3 separate regions of the Sus scrofa genome follow, and all the other regions are linked to region 2. Evidence: chromatin contacts called from public Hi-C and HiChIP or PLAC-seq data. All regions are on one chromosome and are shown on one strand. Each heading gives the region's core, a stretch centred on a gene start, on an enhancer-like site or on the middle of the called end of the contact. The rest is flanking DNA. Distances are from core to core; before and after follow the strand shown.

Evidence for each region. A called contact is a pair of places that touch in the nucleus more often than the background predicts. HiChIP or PLAC-seq counts read pairs in DNA pulled down with a chosen protein or histone mark.
Region 1: an H3K27ac HiChIP or PLAC-seq map of skeletal muscle shows a contact between it and region 2. The contact joins the enhancer-like site here to the promoter of KCNB1 in region 2. A contact is called at or near these places in 1 of 5 promoter capture datasets (fetal liver), 4 of 47 Hi-C or Micro-C datasets (epiblast stem cells, fibroblasts, retroperitoneal adipose tissue and 1 more) and 1 of 2 datasets of contacts at active chromatin or transcription factors (skeletal muscle).
Region 3: a Hi-C map of skeletal muscle shows a contact between it and region 2, with 6 times the contacts expected there. The contact joins the enhancer-like site here to the promoter of KCNB1 in region 2. A contact is called at or near these places in 5 of 47 Hi-C or Micro-C datasets (epiblast stem cells, psoas muscle, retroperitoneal adipose tissue and 1 more) and 1 of 2 datasets of contacts at active chromatin or transcription factors (skeletal muscle).

What each region holds. Positions count from the first base shown.
Region 1 is chr17:51,026,985-51,031,400 of Sscrofa11.1, reverse strand. No RefSeq gene overlaps it. Among named protein-coding and RNA genes, the nearest start is that of ZNFX1, 70 kb to the right of the region's middle. Within about 2 kb of position 2,305, at least 4 of the 83 cell types and tissues checked have an H3K27ac peak or open chromatin away from gene starts, as enhancers often do. A contact at or near this core is called in skeletal muscle, where this site is marked.
Region 2 is chr17:51,140,231-51,144,633 of Sscrofa11.1, reverse strand. It overlaps KCNB1 (potassium voltage-gated channel subfamily B member 1), which reads left to right and starts at 1,998. Exons shown (of 2, transcript NM_214218.1): 1 at 1,998-2,564. The coding sequence starts at 1,998.
Region 3 is chr17:51,074,576-51,079,206 of Sscrofa11.1, reverse strand. The region is part of intron 1 of KCNB1 (potassium voltage-gated channel subfamily B member 1); the gene reads left to right. Among named protein-coding and RNA genes, the nearest start is that of KCNB1, 66 kb to the left of the region's middle. Within about 2 kb of position 1,951, at least 17 of the 83 cell types and tissues checked have an H3K27ac peak or open chromatin away from gene starts, as enhancers often do. A contact at or near this core is called in skeletal muscle, where this site is marked.

The sequences.
Region 1 (4,416 bases), core at 1,056-3,555, 110 kb after region 2:
AGAAATCTTGATTTTTACGGGAAAAAATCCCAATGTTTTAGTGCCAACAACTAATTCTAATTTATTTTCCCTTTGCTCCTGTGGTAGCCAGATGAAAACATCTATGGGCAGGCTACCCCCTCATTCATTGCCCTTTTGCGATCTCCACCTTGATTGACAGGGCTTGATGATTTCCATACTAAGCAGCTCTTGCTGTGTAATAAATTACGCCCCAAACTTAGCAGATTGAAATATGTATTATCTCATAGTTTTGTGGGGCAGGTATTCAGGAGGGTCTTTAGCTGAGTAATTCTGGCTTGGAATGGAGGGAGGGAGGGTCTCTCATGAGGCCGCAATGAAGACATCAGCTGCAGTCATCTGAAGGCTTGACTGAAGCTGGAAGATCAGACTCCAGCATGGCTCAGGGGGCCTCAGGTTCCTGCTGGCTGTTGGCAGGAGGCCTCAGTTCCTCACCGTGTGGACTGCTCCACAGGACTTCTTGAATATTCTTACAGCATGACAGCTGGCTTCCCCCAGAGTGATCCAAGGGAGAGAAGGCAAGAAGGAAACACAATGCCTTTTGTGACCTAGTATTGGAGAGCATCACTTCTAGAAAATTTTATTTATTAGCTCACACTCGAGGAATTGCACCTCACAAAGAGACAAGTATCAAAGACTTGGTGGACATATTTTAAAACCACTACATTCCAAATCCCATTTACTGGAAAGAGTAGTTTCCAACTTTAGAATTACCAATTCAGTTTGGGGAAGTATAGAAGCCTTGCTGGCATTTTATTTTACCAAGTAATGATGCTGAAAAGTAACTACTATGTACTATCACTGTTTCCTAGTAAAACAGAGGCTATTTCAAATCTCACCGCAAAATAAAATCTCAGAGTAAAAGACTGACCTGAAAAAGACAGAACTTTTTTTTTTTTTTGTCTTTTTAGGGCTACATCCACAGCATACGGAGGTTCCCAGGCTGGGGGTCCAACTGAAGCTGTAGCTGCTGGCCTACGCCACAGCCACAGTAACGCCAGATCTGAGCCGCATCTTCGACCTTAACCCACTGAGTGAGGCCAGGGATCGAACCTGCATCCTCATGGATCCCATTCAGATTTGTTTCCACTGAGCCATCATGGGAATGCCACACACACACACACACAAAACAGAACTTTAATTTTGTCCATAGATTGGGGTTTCTCAACCTCAGCACTATTGACGTTTGGGCTGCATCATTCTTTGTTACGGTAGTCTGCTCTGTGCACCGTAGGGTATTTAACGGCATCCCTGGCCTCTGCCTTCAAAATTCCAAGAGCACCCTCTCCCCGGTTGGGACAACCAAAAATGACTCTAGACATTACCAGATGTCCCCCGAGGGACATCACCTCCAGTTGAGACTCACTGGAAGTGGTAAAAAATTCAAAATCCGAAAAGTATAGTGAAAAGTGAAATTACCCTCCCACCTCTAGACTCCAGGCCTCCTGTCCTCAGAGGCAATTACTGCTACCAGCTTCTCATCTATCGTTCCATAGACAGTCTTGGCAAACAGCCCCACACCCCCGCAGGTATATGTGCTGAAGAGCTTCCTGACCCTCTTATGAGCCTGTGACCTGCTCTGTTGTACACAGTAATTTCTAGTCTCCTACAGCTGGACATGCAAGTTGCTGCCAAACTTTTGCTGTAACAAACACTGCTGAAACGAATGGCCTGTCAACGGCTCCTGTGGGCTCTGCCTTCAAAATAGATCTGGAATCTGCCCTTCTCACCCCTCTGAGCCACAGCTCTGGGCCATGCCATCACTGTCTGTTGCCGAATGATCACAGCAGGCTCTCTGCTTCCACTCTTGATCCCGTTCAGGCTCTTCTCAACACAGCAGCCAGAGGGATCCTGTCAAACTGTCAGTTCAATCATGTCACTTTACCAGCAAAACCCTCCAAAGGCTTCCCATCACCTTTTGAATAAAATCCAGGGTTTTCCTTGGCATTGTCTACAAGGCCATACAGCCCCTGGCCCCTGCCTGCCTCTCTGGTTCCACCTCCTCCTGCTCTTCTGGAGGGCGCTATGCTCCATCGTCACATTCCTCCTTGTTATTCCTCAGACGTGCCCACTGTGGGCTCATCAAATGACACTGCTCCTTTCTGGGCCCCTCCCAGATCCCTGCACCCTCTCTGACCACCTTTCTATTACTCTTTACCTCCTTCACTCCCTATCGGACACATTAACCACTGGTCAGTTTTCCAACACACCAAGCACACTCCACCCCAGGGCCTTTGCTCTGGCTCCCCCCTGGACTTGGAAGAGCTTCTGTAGGATGGTCACATGGTTCTCTCCCTATTAATAGTAACACCCTCCCCCACATCCCTCCACACAGACACACACCTCAGAGTCCATCCCCTTCTCTGCTTTATTGTTCTCCACAAGTTACCACCTTCTGACATACTCTGTTTTATTGATTTTGTTTACTGTTTAATCCCTCCAACAGAATGTGAATTTCTCCCTCCAGCAGAGTGGAAATTCAAAAGCTGAAAAGCAAAGAGAACAAAGACTGGGGGAAAAAAAAAAAACAGAATATACAAGGATCCATGGGGCAACCACAAAAGGTTTAACATATGTATAATGGAAACACCTGAGAAAGGAGAAAGAGAGAAAGGAACAAAAGAAATATTTGAAAAAATAATGACTGAGAATTTCCACAAATTAACGTCAGACACCAAACCACAGATCCAGGAAGCACAAAGTAGGGTAAATACAAAAATACCACAACTAAAAAACCCAGACAAACAAAACTTCACCCAGGTGAGTCATTTTCAAACTGTAGAGAATCATCAATAAGAAGTCCTGAAAGAAGCCCAAGGAAAAAGCACTTCACCCAGTGAGGAACAAGGATAAGAATTACATCCACCTTCTCAGAAACCATGCAAATGAGGAGAGAGTGGAATGAAATATTTAAAGCGTTGAAAGAAAAAGTCACCAGCAGTGCAGGATTTGTGAAGGTTGGAGCCAGACTGCCTGGGTTCAAAATCCTGACTCCTCTACTTGGCGGTTACATGTCATCAGGGAGGTCTCAGCTTCTGTGCCTCCGTGTCTCTAACTGCAGAATATGGCTAATTCACTGCAGCAACAGTGAATACATTAATTGCCTCAGGGCCAAGAATCGGATGAGGTGACTGAGGCAGAATTGTATGAGTAGAGAGTTGGATTCTATTCTAATAACTACCATAATTTTAAGGCAGTGAGCACTTAAAAACTGTTTCAAGGCATCTGCAACAGCTATAATGGGATGCAAAATAATCCATGGTGTTTTTCAGTGGCAATGTCACAAATACTGTTAATACTACTAAGATTTGTTGCCTATATTCATAACTGAAGGAAGTGCTGCATTTCAGCTAGAGGTCAGTGAAAATAAAGCTAAAGAGTTTTGCCCCATCCAAATTCGCAGAGCTAGGTTACAAATCCCTACATTAGGGGAGATAGAAATCTATTTCATCAGTCACAACTAGCACTTAAATATTTTTTAAAATATTTGTTTATTTATTTTGTTTTTTAGGGCTCTACCTGAGGCATATGGAATTTCCCGGGCTAGGGGTTAAATCAGAGCTTCAGCTGCTGGTCTACACCACAGCCACAGCAACACAGGATCGAAGAGGAAACAGCATGATGGAAAGCAGGTCCAGCAGCCACTGCCACATTGCAGGTGCAAACATCCTTGTCCCTCCCTCCAGGGCCCCATTGGCCTTGGTCTGGCCCCCATCTGCCCTTCTGCCCTCACACAAGTACACACACAAGACCCAAGTTCAACAGACACTGTGTTGTCAGCAGTTGCACAGCTGCTTCCCCCGTCCTCAGGGAGAAGAGCAGGTGTGGCAATGCCCATGTCCTGAGCTCATCGCCTGTCTGGGGACATGCCCCTCCTGATGGCCACATGTCCCCACAGCAAATATTAGCAAAGCTGTTTGTAAAGAGCCAGCTGGCGGCATGTCTGGAGGTCCTGGGCTGCAAAGGTTTGAGGCTAATTAAATGGCCTCTGATGAGCCATTATAGGGAGCTAAGCCTGGGCATTTTTGTGCTTTTCTGGATATGTGGGTGTGTTCTTATCATCAGTCCTGGATGTTAAAGGAGAGAGTCTGGGAGAGGATGTTGAAATCAGAAAAACAAAACCTCTAAGGGACTCTACTCTCTGGTTTCCCAAGGGAGCAGGGGTTTGACCCTGTGCCGATGGGAAAGGAGGGAACAACTGATCGGGTATCAGATATGCTGGGAATTAACCCTGTACTAATAAGCAGGAAATTGCCAAAGGAGAAGATGGGCTTTGGGGTCTGGGAGGGATTTAAAGCTGCAGCTCAGTCTAGTGGTTCAGAAGGGAAACATCGGGGTCCGAAGCATCTGAGTTCAAATGCTGCCTAGGGAGATTTATCATCCAGGCCAAGCTCCTCA
Region 2 (4,403 bases), core at 749-3,248:
GCTAATCTTAGTGCTTTGAACACGGTAGGCGGTCAAGCCACGGTGTTGACCAGATGAAGGAAGGCGGGATTTGGAGGCAGGCAGCGGAGGTAGCCCAGGTAGGAGGGGGCAGACCGCTAGGCGCATCTCCGCGCGGTCCCCCAGTCCGCCCCCAGCCTCAGCAGCCAGCTGAGCCGGGCAGGCAAGAGTTAAGCGACGCTCACGCTTCCGACCCGCAGGTGGCGCCGTCCCGCCTCGTTGCCCGACTCCGGGCGCTCCGAAGTGCAGGACAGAATCGCAGCGAGCGCGGAGCCGAAGCTCAGCCCCGACTTGTTGATCTCGCCCTAGCAGCCGCCACCGCTGCCGCGGGAGCAGCAGGAGGAGGAGGAGGTGGAGCAGAAGGCGCTGCCTGATCCTGGTCCTGCCACCCGCGCCCCGGTGCCCGCCAGTGCCCCCAGCCTCGCAGAGCGCGCTTTGGCCCCGCGGCGCCTGCAGCTCCGGCGCGTCGTCTGCCCGGCCGGTGTAGGCCGGGCCCAGCCCGGCCCCGGGTCCGCCGCTGCCCGCGGGCGGGGGCGCCCGGGCGGCCGCGGCGATGCGTGGACCCTGGCCCCAGGAGGCGGCCACCCTGGGGGTGAGTGTTGGGGCGCGCGGCGGGAACGCAAGGGGACACAGGAGGGGGGCTCGCCTGCCGGGTGTTCGGCCTCTAGGTCTACCCAAGCTCCGCGGTTTCAGGCTGGGGTGGGGAGGAGGGGAGGTGGGTGGGCGAGGGCCAGAGCCCGGGAGGGTGTGCGATCCCCATCTAGGGGTGAGGGGATAGAGCATGAGCTTCACATACCTGGGGGCTCAGAGGAGCCCCCGAAATTACCAGTGCGCGGAGGGAGGAGGGCTCGTTTTGAAAAGGCCAGAAAATTCAGCTCATTTCCCCGCCTCCCACCTCCCCCACCCCTTCCTTTCCAAGCCCCGGGAAAGGCGCAGAACCCGGAGTTATAAAAAGCCATCGCAGGAGAGGAGCAAGGAGGAGGAGGAGGAAGAGGTGGAAGAGGAGGAGGACAAGGAGAAGGGGGCGGGGAAGGAAAGAGGGGAGGGCGGACCAGGTGGATCCCCGGGAATCTGTGCGCCCCTCCTGTCGTGGGGTAGGGGGCGCAGAGGGAGGGGCAGGACCTCGCGGAGAGCTTGCCTTTGCGACTTCAGGGTTCACCTCGTCTCCGGAGCGACCTCGAGGATGCTCCCTAGGCTTGGGGAGAGGGGTCGCTTCAGGACAGCGAGGCTGTCCTCACCACCCCGTCTGTTGTGGCCGACAGGTGAACACCTGAAACCCTCCAGAATTCCCCCAAATCTTTAAAGGTTTAAAAAAAGCAAACCCGCTGCCACTCCCAGCCCTCAAATCCTAATTATCTATCTCGGAGCTGGGGAAGGAAAAGATGAGTTTTTTGGGTTTTGTGTTTTTTTTTTTAAGTTTTATTCGTGCAGGGCCCCTCTTCTCCCCGTTGCGGGGCCAGGTCCGGGACTCGACGGGGAGACCTAGAGAGAAACGAGTTTCAGCACTCGAAGGGGCGGACAGCGCCCCAGGCGGCCGGGTCGGCTGGGGCTGCAGAAGCCCGGGGTGGGGCCTCCTGGGCCCCGGGGTGCCTCTTGGGGGCCCTCTCCCCGCCCCGAAAGGCCGCCCCTCCCTCCACCCATGGGGTGGGGCGGACTTCAGCACTGGAGGGAGGGACAGCGCCCAGCCTTTCTGCCCGCCTGAGCGGCTTAAGCTCCAGGAAGGTCAAGGCGGGCTGGGGCATCGGTGGAGAGGTGGGGAGGGGCCAGGCGCAGCTCCGTGTTTGCTGACCTGCGTCTGCTTTCTGCCTCGCAGCCGTCGGGATGGAGGTGAGAAGACGGCGGTGACACGCACCCGCGCGGCCTCCTGCACCCCCAGCAGCCCACAGCGCTCCCTGCCCCCCTCCCCCGCGGCAGCCGGCCTTGCCGTCCAGTGACAGCGGCCTGGGGGGGCAGGGGGGGCGGGGGCGGCCGGACCAGCGATGCCGGCGGGCATGACGAAGCATGGCTCCCGCTCCACCAGCTCGCTGCCACCCGAGCCCATGGAGATTGTGCGCAGCAAGGCGTGCTCCAGGCGCGTCCGCCTCAACGTTGGGGGGTTGGCGCACGAGGTGCTCTGGCGCACCTTGGACCGCCTGCCCCGCACGCGGCTGGGCAAGCTTCGCGACTGCAACACCCATGACTCGCTGCTCGAGGTGTGCGACGACTACAGCCTGGATGACAATGAGTACTTTTTCGACCGCCATCCAGGCGCCTTCACCTCCATCCTCAACTTTTACCGCACGGGACGGTTGCACATGATGGAGGAGATGTGCGCCCTCAGTTTCAGCCAAGAGCTTGACTACTGGGGCATCGACGAAATCTATCTGGAGTCCTGCTGCCAGGCTCGCTACCACCAGAAGAAGGAGCAAATGAACGAGGAGCTCAAGCGTGAGGCCGAGACCCTACGGGAGCGGGAGGGCGAGGAGTTCGATAACACTTGCTGCGCAGAGAAGAGGAAAAAGCTGTGGGACCTACTGGAGAAGCCCAATTCCTCTGTGGCCGCCAAGGTGAGTCTGAAATCTGGGGGCTGCTAGGCCAGGGGGTTCTGCCTGTGTCTGCAGATTCAGGACCATGGCTGGGGGACGCTGGCTTCCTTCCCAAATATGGAGACCAGGAAAGAGGAAAGGCTATGGCTGAGACCTCCAAGGTGAGGACCAACAACCCCTTCAGGCTGCTCCTCTGTGGCCTTGGCCGCCCCATCCTTTCATTATTCAATTCTTTATGCCCCAACTTTGTTGGAGAAAAGGGTTTACAGAGATTTATGAAAACCCATAGTAAGAGAATGGCCACTGCAAATAGCAGGGCATGGTGCGACAATAAAACCTTGCTAGGATGGAGAGAGTTGAATTTGGTCTATTCTATATAATGCTCCCTTGTGGATGCCCAGACCTGGGTTGGAAAGAAAGTCAGCCTATAATTTTAATACTTATCCCTATATTTATAACCCCACTTTGCCCCCAGGAGGGAATGAATGCAGCTTATAGACATACGGGGGGGGGGGGATCTTGAGATACTGTCTGTTTTAACATAAGTGAGAAAAATGCAGCAAAGGGACTCTGAGGGGTGGGTGTGTGCATGCATGAAGCATACAGCTGGCTGTGGACGCATGTGAGCAAAGGGTCAGCCCTGGTTGCTTCTTTATTTGGTGAGTCGATTCCAAGAACTGTTTGATGCAGCTTATAAAGATGCTTTGGCTGTTGGAAGAGGATGTCAATTTTGAAATAGAGAAAAATGAGGCAACATGAAAAAGAAGGAGAAAGAGGCAGGAATGAGATCATCACACTGGTGGGCCAGGGAGTCCTGTGTGCTGTGAGCAAAAGCAGAAACCATAAGGGAAAGGCTGGGGGTGGGGGGGGCAAGGGAGGCAGGCCTGGGCTGGAGGTCTTTTGTTGCTGGAGCACTTTCTCTGGGTCAGGTTGGGGTTCAGGGATGGCTTGGGAGCGACGGGGGCCTATCTTCACGCGGCCCATGCGCTGCGACTTGGGAGTAAATGACAACAGTGTGTGCAGTGCTATAAAAGAGGCCGCGTGGGGCCCAGGGGGGAGCCCAGAAAAGAGGGGATGATGTCAAAATCCACAAAGACCAAGTCAGGAGAGATGTGTTGAACATAACTCATCCTCAGAGCGGGGCCAGAAAAGGAGGGCAGGTAAATGTATTCATGGAAAGGAAAAAGAGGAGGAAGTCTCCACGGCACCCGTGCTGCCTTAGCTCGGGCTGCCTCCGGTCTGGCTGGCCTCCCATTGTGGGGTCTCCCAGGCTCCGTTGGCCCCCCACTCAAGGCCCACCTACAGCACAGGGTCTGGAGGGGGTTTGCGGGGACCTTTCTCCAGATCTGGGTGCCCAAGGAGAGGCCTTTGAGAGTGAATGTAGGGGTGGGGGGCTGGCTGGAGAGTGGAGGGGGGCCCGAAGGTTTTCTCTCTTCCCTGTTGACCCCAAACAGGAGTGGAGATTCCTAGGCCTGGTTACCTCTGCTGAGAGCTGCCTCCAGCCATAATCCTGCCCCGGGTTTCGTGTCCAAAAAGCCTCTCTTAAGACATAGTCACTCACCCTTAACCGGCTTAGGATCAACAGAATTATTTTGCTATTTCCAGGCCTGACATGGGTTCCTCCTCTCCACACCCAGGTTAGACCCAGGCGTGATTCTGCCTCCTCCCTGCCCTGTCCCTAAGACAAGGGAGTGAGGGGCAGGGGAGGGGAGGGCCACCTCCCCCAGGAGAAGCAGGCAAAGGGCTATGTTTGGGCTGGCACCCAGCAGCAAGACAGGGTACTTGGGCTTGCAAAAGGCACTGTTTGGGAATAACAGCTTCATCTCTCCTTCGGGTTAATCCGCTCACAGGGACGAGCTT
Region 3 (4,631 bases), core at 702-3,201, 65 kb after region 2:
GGGACTGCAGTGCAAAGGTCCTGGGGCAGAAATGAGCTCAGTCTATTGGGAAATGGCAAGAAGGCTGTTGTGGCCGAAGTGGAACGTGTGAGGAGGAGAGGAGATTTAAGAGGACTTCAGTGGACAAGCTATCCATGGTGAGGCAGGAGGAGGTGAATGAATGAATGAAGCCATTCATTCAGTGACAGCTGAAAAGACATTATTTTCCAAGAGACAGGCATGGCCCTCCCCTGACCTCTGGTGGCTTTGAAGACTGGTGGCCTCTCCCCTCTTGAGTCTCCTAGACCTTTCCCCAGGGTCACCCAGAGAGGAAAGAGCCCAGTGCCCTGTCACAGGGCTAGAACCCACCAAGGCCTTCGGTGGACTTGGCTTTGGCCTTTCCCAGTGTCCACACTGGCTTGAGCCAAGTATGTTTTTAACAGGATGGGAACTCGTGGGGTGCTGGGGTGGACTCACCCTATAACAACCTCTGCCACCTTTGCAGGGCCAGCCCCTCTGCCTGAGATCCATCTTCGCAGACCACCAAATAGCAGTCGCCTCCTCGTCCCTGTCCCCACGTCTGCCCACCCTACCCATCTCCTCACTGTTTAGAGCCACCATGAAGCCTGGTGGTTTCAAAGCCAGGCTTCCCAAGTGAAACCCGGCTCTGCACCAATAAACTGCCAGCCACCAGTCCCACGGCTCATAGGGTGAAGGCAATAATAGCACCCGTCTTTCAGGGCTGGAGCAAGATGCAGAAAATGTACAGGAAGCCCTCTGAGCAGGGCCTGGCACACAGAGCGCTCAGAAAGTCGGTCACTGCTTTTCTACCCAGTGCTTTAAATCCTCTGTCCTTTCATTGACTGCTTGCGTGTTGTCCAGCTCCCCGTCTGAACCATGAGTGCGGGAAGGGGGTGTTGCCAGTTGGGTTCAGCCCTGTGCCCCCAAGTGATATTTAAAGAGACCCTGAAGGAGGAGCCAGAGTCATCTTGGGCAGGAGGAGTAGGGAGAGAGTAGAGCTTATGCGTGGCCCCCTGGGAACACGGAGATGGGGGCAGTGGCGGTGCTGTGGGGAGGCCAGAAGGGGAGTGGGGACGAGAGAGGAGGAAGGGTGGTGGGAGCCAGATCTGCAGGGCAGTGACACATTCAGATCTTGTAGAAGATTCTGGTCTTGGAATTCTGTGGGAGTAGGGGGTCAGAGGAGACGAGAGTGTGAGCAGAGCCAAATCAGGACACGATTGCCTTCTCAGGTCGGTCGGTCGGTCCGTCGGTCGGTCGGGCTCTTCTCTATCTGCCTCCTTCCTCCTTTTTCTTTCCCTCTTCTGCTCTTCCTTCTCTTTGCGTCTTCTCTTTCTCTTTTTTCTTCTTTTCTCTTCTCCTCCGCCGTCCCCTTCCCTCCCTCCCCACCTCTTCCCGAGAACAGCACCGTAATTCATCTTCCCCACCCTGGCTGGCCCTGGCGCCCTTCCTCTGGCACAGCTCATTATTTTAATTAAACTCTGGGATCTGTTTTACTAACCTGACATCTTGCTTAGGGAAACCAAAAGAGGAGCTGCCCGGGGCCAAGGAAGGGGAGTTGCCAGGGGATCGTGGAAAGGTTGCCATTGCCCCATCCCAGGCAGGCACCCTGCTTACCCAGCGCAGCCCTTAAAGGGGCAGCTGAGCACAGCAGTTAAGGTTTGAGGTCTGGCTTGGCCTCAAAGCCCCATCGCTTGCTCGGGCAAGCCCTTTCCTGATCCATAAAATGAGGTATTAATAGCTCTTCTCTCGTAGGGTTTTGCGAGGTTTAAGTGAGTTAACACAGTACTTCTCAGACTGAGGGTCATAAAATCAATTTAGTGGGTCACAACCACCAATGAAAAAACAAGGACAAAAACACGCCTGTGTGTTATTCAAAGGATCTGTGTTTTGGGCGGAGCGTCTCTTTCAGGGCTGGCATGCTCTCTGGGTTGTTTGGAAAGTGTATCTCTTACTCCGGCTCCCCTTCTAGAAGCCTTGAAAGCTATAATTAAAACACTTAGAAAAGTTCATACAGTAGGTGCTCAAACTGTGGCTGCTGATGTTTTCTTGCAGAAGCAAGAAAAGACTCCCTGTTGGTTTCTCTGAAATATCAGTGGGACCCCATTTTGCATCTGGGGAGACTGAGGCTCAGCGAAAGAAGAGGCTGCCCCAAGGCCACTGGTCCAAGGAGAGCGGCAAACCCTGGCCTGGCCACCCGGTGATCTCGTCTCTCCAGCACCAACACCCTCACCCTCCCCAGAGGGGAGGAGGCTGCAGTTTGTCTGCTCTCTCCTGGGCCTTCTAGAAGAAAATCCCATATGGGGCAAAGGAAGATGGGGTGCCTGGTGCAGGGCTGTGAGGAGGGGGCGGCCAGCGTGGCAGGGTCTGTGGCCAGGTGGGGAGCTCTCAGGAGGAGTCTAGGAGGCCATGATGGCCCCGTGGAGAGGCTGAGAGACAGAGAGGCTGAGAGACGGAGAGGCGGAGAGGCGGAGAGGCGGAGGCCTGGGCCCCAGCGTGGTTCTGCCGGGCAGGGCTGTATCCTGAGGGCTCTGAGAATCTTTTGGAAGCTCACCACTCAGATGACTCAAAAGTGTTCCCATGAGTCTGTGATTGTGATTCTGAGAAGTCTCCTCAACTTCCCCACTGGGAAAGGCCTTGTGTATACATTCATCCAGCAGACATTTATTGAGCACCTCCTGGGTACCAGGCAGCTGGGAACACACAGGGCATCAAGGCAGGCACCATCCCTGCCCCCTCATTCTGCCGTATGAGACAATCGACAAGTCACAAAAGAAAAAACTGAGTGCTTTCAGAACCCTGAAAGCGACTTGGGGTGACACGTGGGGGGGCTGCTTTATCCAGGTGGATCCAAAGTCCTTTCTCTAGAGGTGACAGCAGAGATGGGAGCTGAAGGGTGAGGAGGAAAGAGACCTGTTGGGAGCTCAGGGCCCTGAGGCTGGAGCGAGTTGGGGCCCTTGGAAGAGCAGCAGAGAGGCCAGCGTGGCTGAGCCACGAGTGATGGGAGGGAGGCGAGGAGGGGTGGCAGCCGGAGCCAGACCAGGCAGGGCTGTGAGGTCATGCCGAGGCCACTGGCTTTTATTCCGAGTGCAGTGGGACACCTCTAGGGGCTTTGGAGCAGGGCAGTGACAGGATCAATGTATGTTTTTAAAAGATCGTTACGAGGGGAGACTGGACTACAGGGATGAGAGAAGCCACTGCCCTGGTCCTGGGGTGGGTACTCAGGAACCTGGACGGGGGTGGAGAGAAGGCTGAGACTCTGGACTGGGTCTAAAGGGGGCGCACAGGATTTGCTGATGGGCAGAGAGCAGTCCAGGAGGGTGGCTCCCAGGTTGGTGGCCCAAGGATCTGGGAGGATGGGGGTGCCACTTGCCAAAACAGGAAAAATCCAGCAAAGAGCAGGTGGTAGGGATCAAGAGCATTGGTTGGCCTTGTTAAGTTCGAGATGCCCGTGGGACACCCAAGTGTCGAAACGAACCTCCTCCCGCCAGCCAGGCCTCGCCAGCCCAGGTGGTGGGTGGAGGGGAGCCCGCCTTGCAGTGGAGATGAATTCCCATGACCCAGTTCTGTCTGCCTGTGGCTATCTGGGTCGCCTGGACTGCAAGCCCTGGCCCCTCAGAGCCTGTCCCGCATGCATCCCCCTGCCCCCGCTGCTGGCTTCTCATCTCTGGACGCTGCTGCCCAAGAACACCAAGAGAGGGAAACCAGGGCATCCCTCTCCACCGGCCCTTGTGTGAGCTCTGAATTCCCTGCCTTCGCTCTTGCTGTGCCCTCTGCCTAGAAGTCCCTTTCCCTCCTTAACTCTCACACATCCAGATTCTTTCCATCCTTTCTGTCAAGGCTAAAAGCCTCCAAGAAACCTGCCTTGGGCTTCCACTTAGAATAATCGGAACCATATTTGAACTGCTTGTTATGTGCCAAGCTCTGTAAAAAGTACTTTCTCTTTCTGGTCTCCTCTAATCGTGGGAGATGGAGATTATTGCCTCTGTTTCACTGATGAGGAAGTTAAGGCTGAGGGAGGTGAAGTCACTACTTCGAGGTCATGTGTAAGAAGTGGCAGAGGTGGCAAAGTGGAATTTCAAAGTCTATCCTTCCTGTCATGTTTTACAAAGCAGCTTAGGAACTTATTTGCCTAAGGGACCCTGGGCTCCTCAAGGGTATAGAGTGAGTTTATTTAGTTTCTCCATCCCCAGAATCTAGCATAGGCTGTCCATGAATGCTGGATGGATGAATGGATGGATGGATGGATGGATGGATGGATGGATACACAGGTGGATGGATGGATGGGTGGGTGGGTGGATGGATGGATGGATGGGTGGGTAGATGGGTGGATGGATACACAGGTGGATGGGTGGGTGGATGGATGGGTTGGTGGATGGGTAGATGGATACACAGGTAGATGGGTGGCTAGATGAATGATAGATGAACAAGTGGAGAGATAAGTAGGTGATGAATGGGTACACTGATGCTAAATAAATGTATAGATGGGTAGATGGGAGGAAAGAATGAGTGAGTTAGGTGGATGGATGGATGGAGCAGAAAAAGGCAAGAAAGGCATGAGAGAGAGGAAAATGTCCACCTGAGAAAGCTGTTCTTACACATTGTCATTGATGATGCTCCCCTCTGACCTTGAG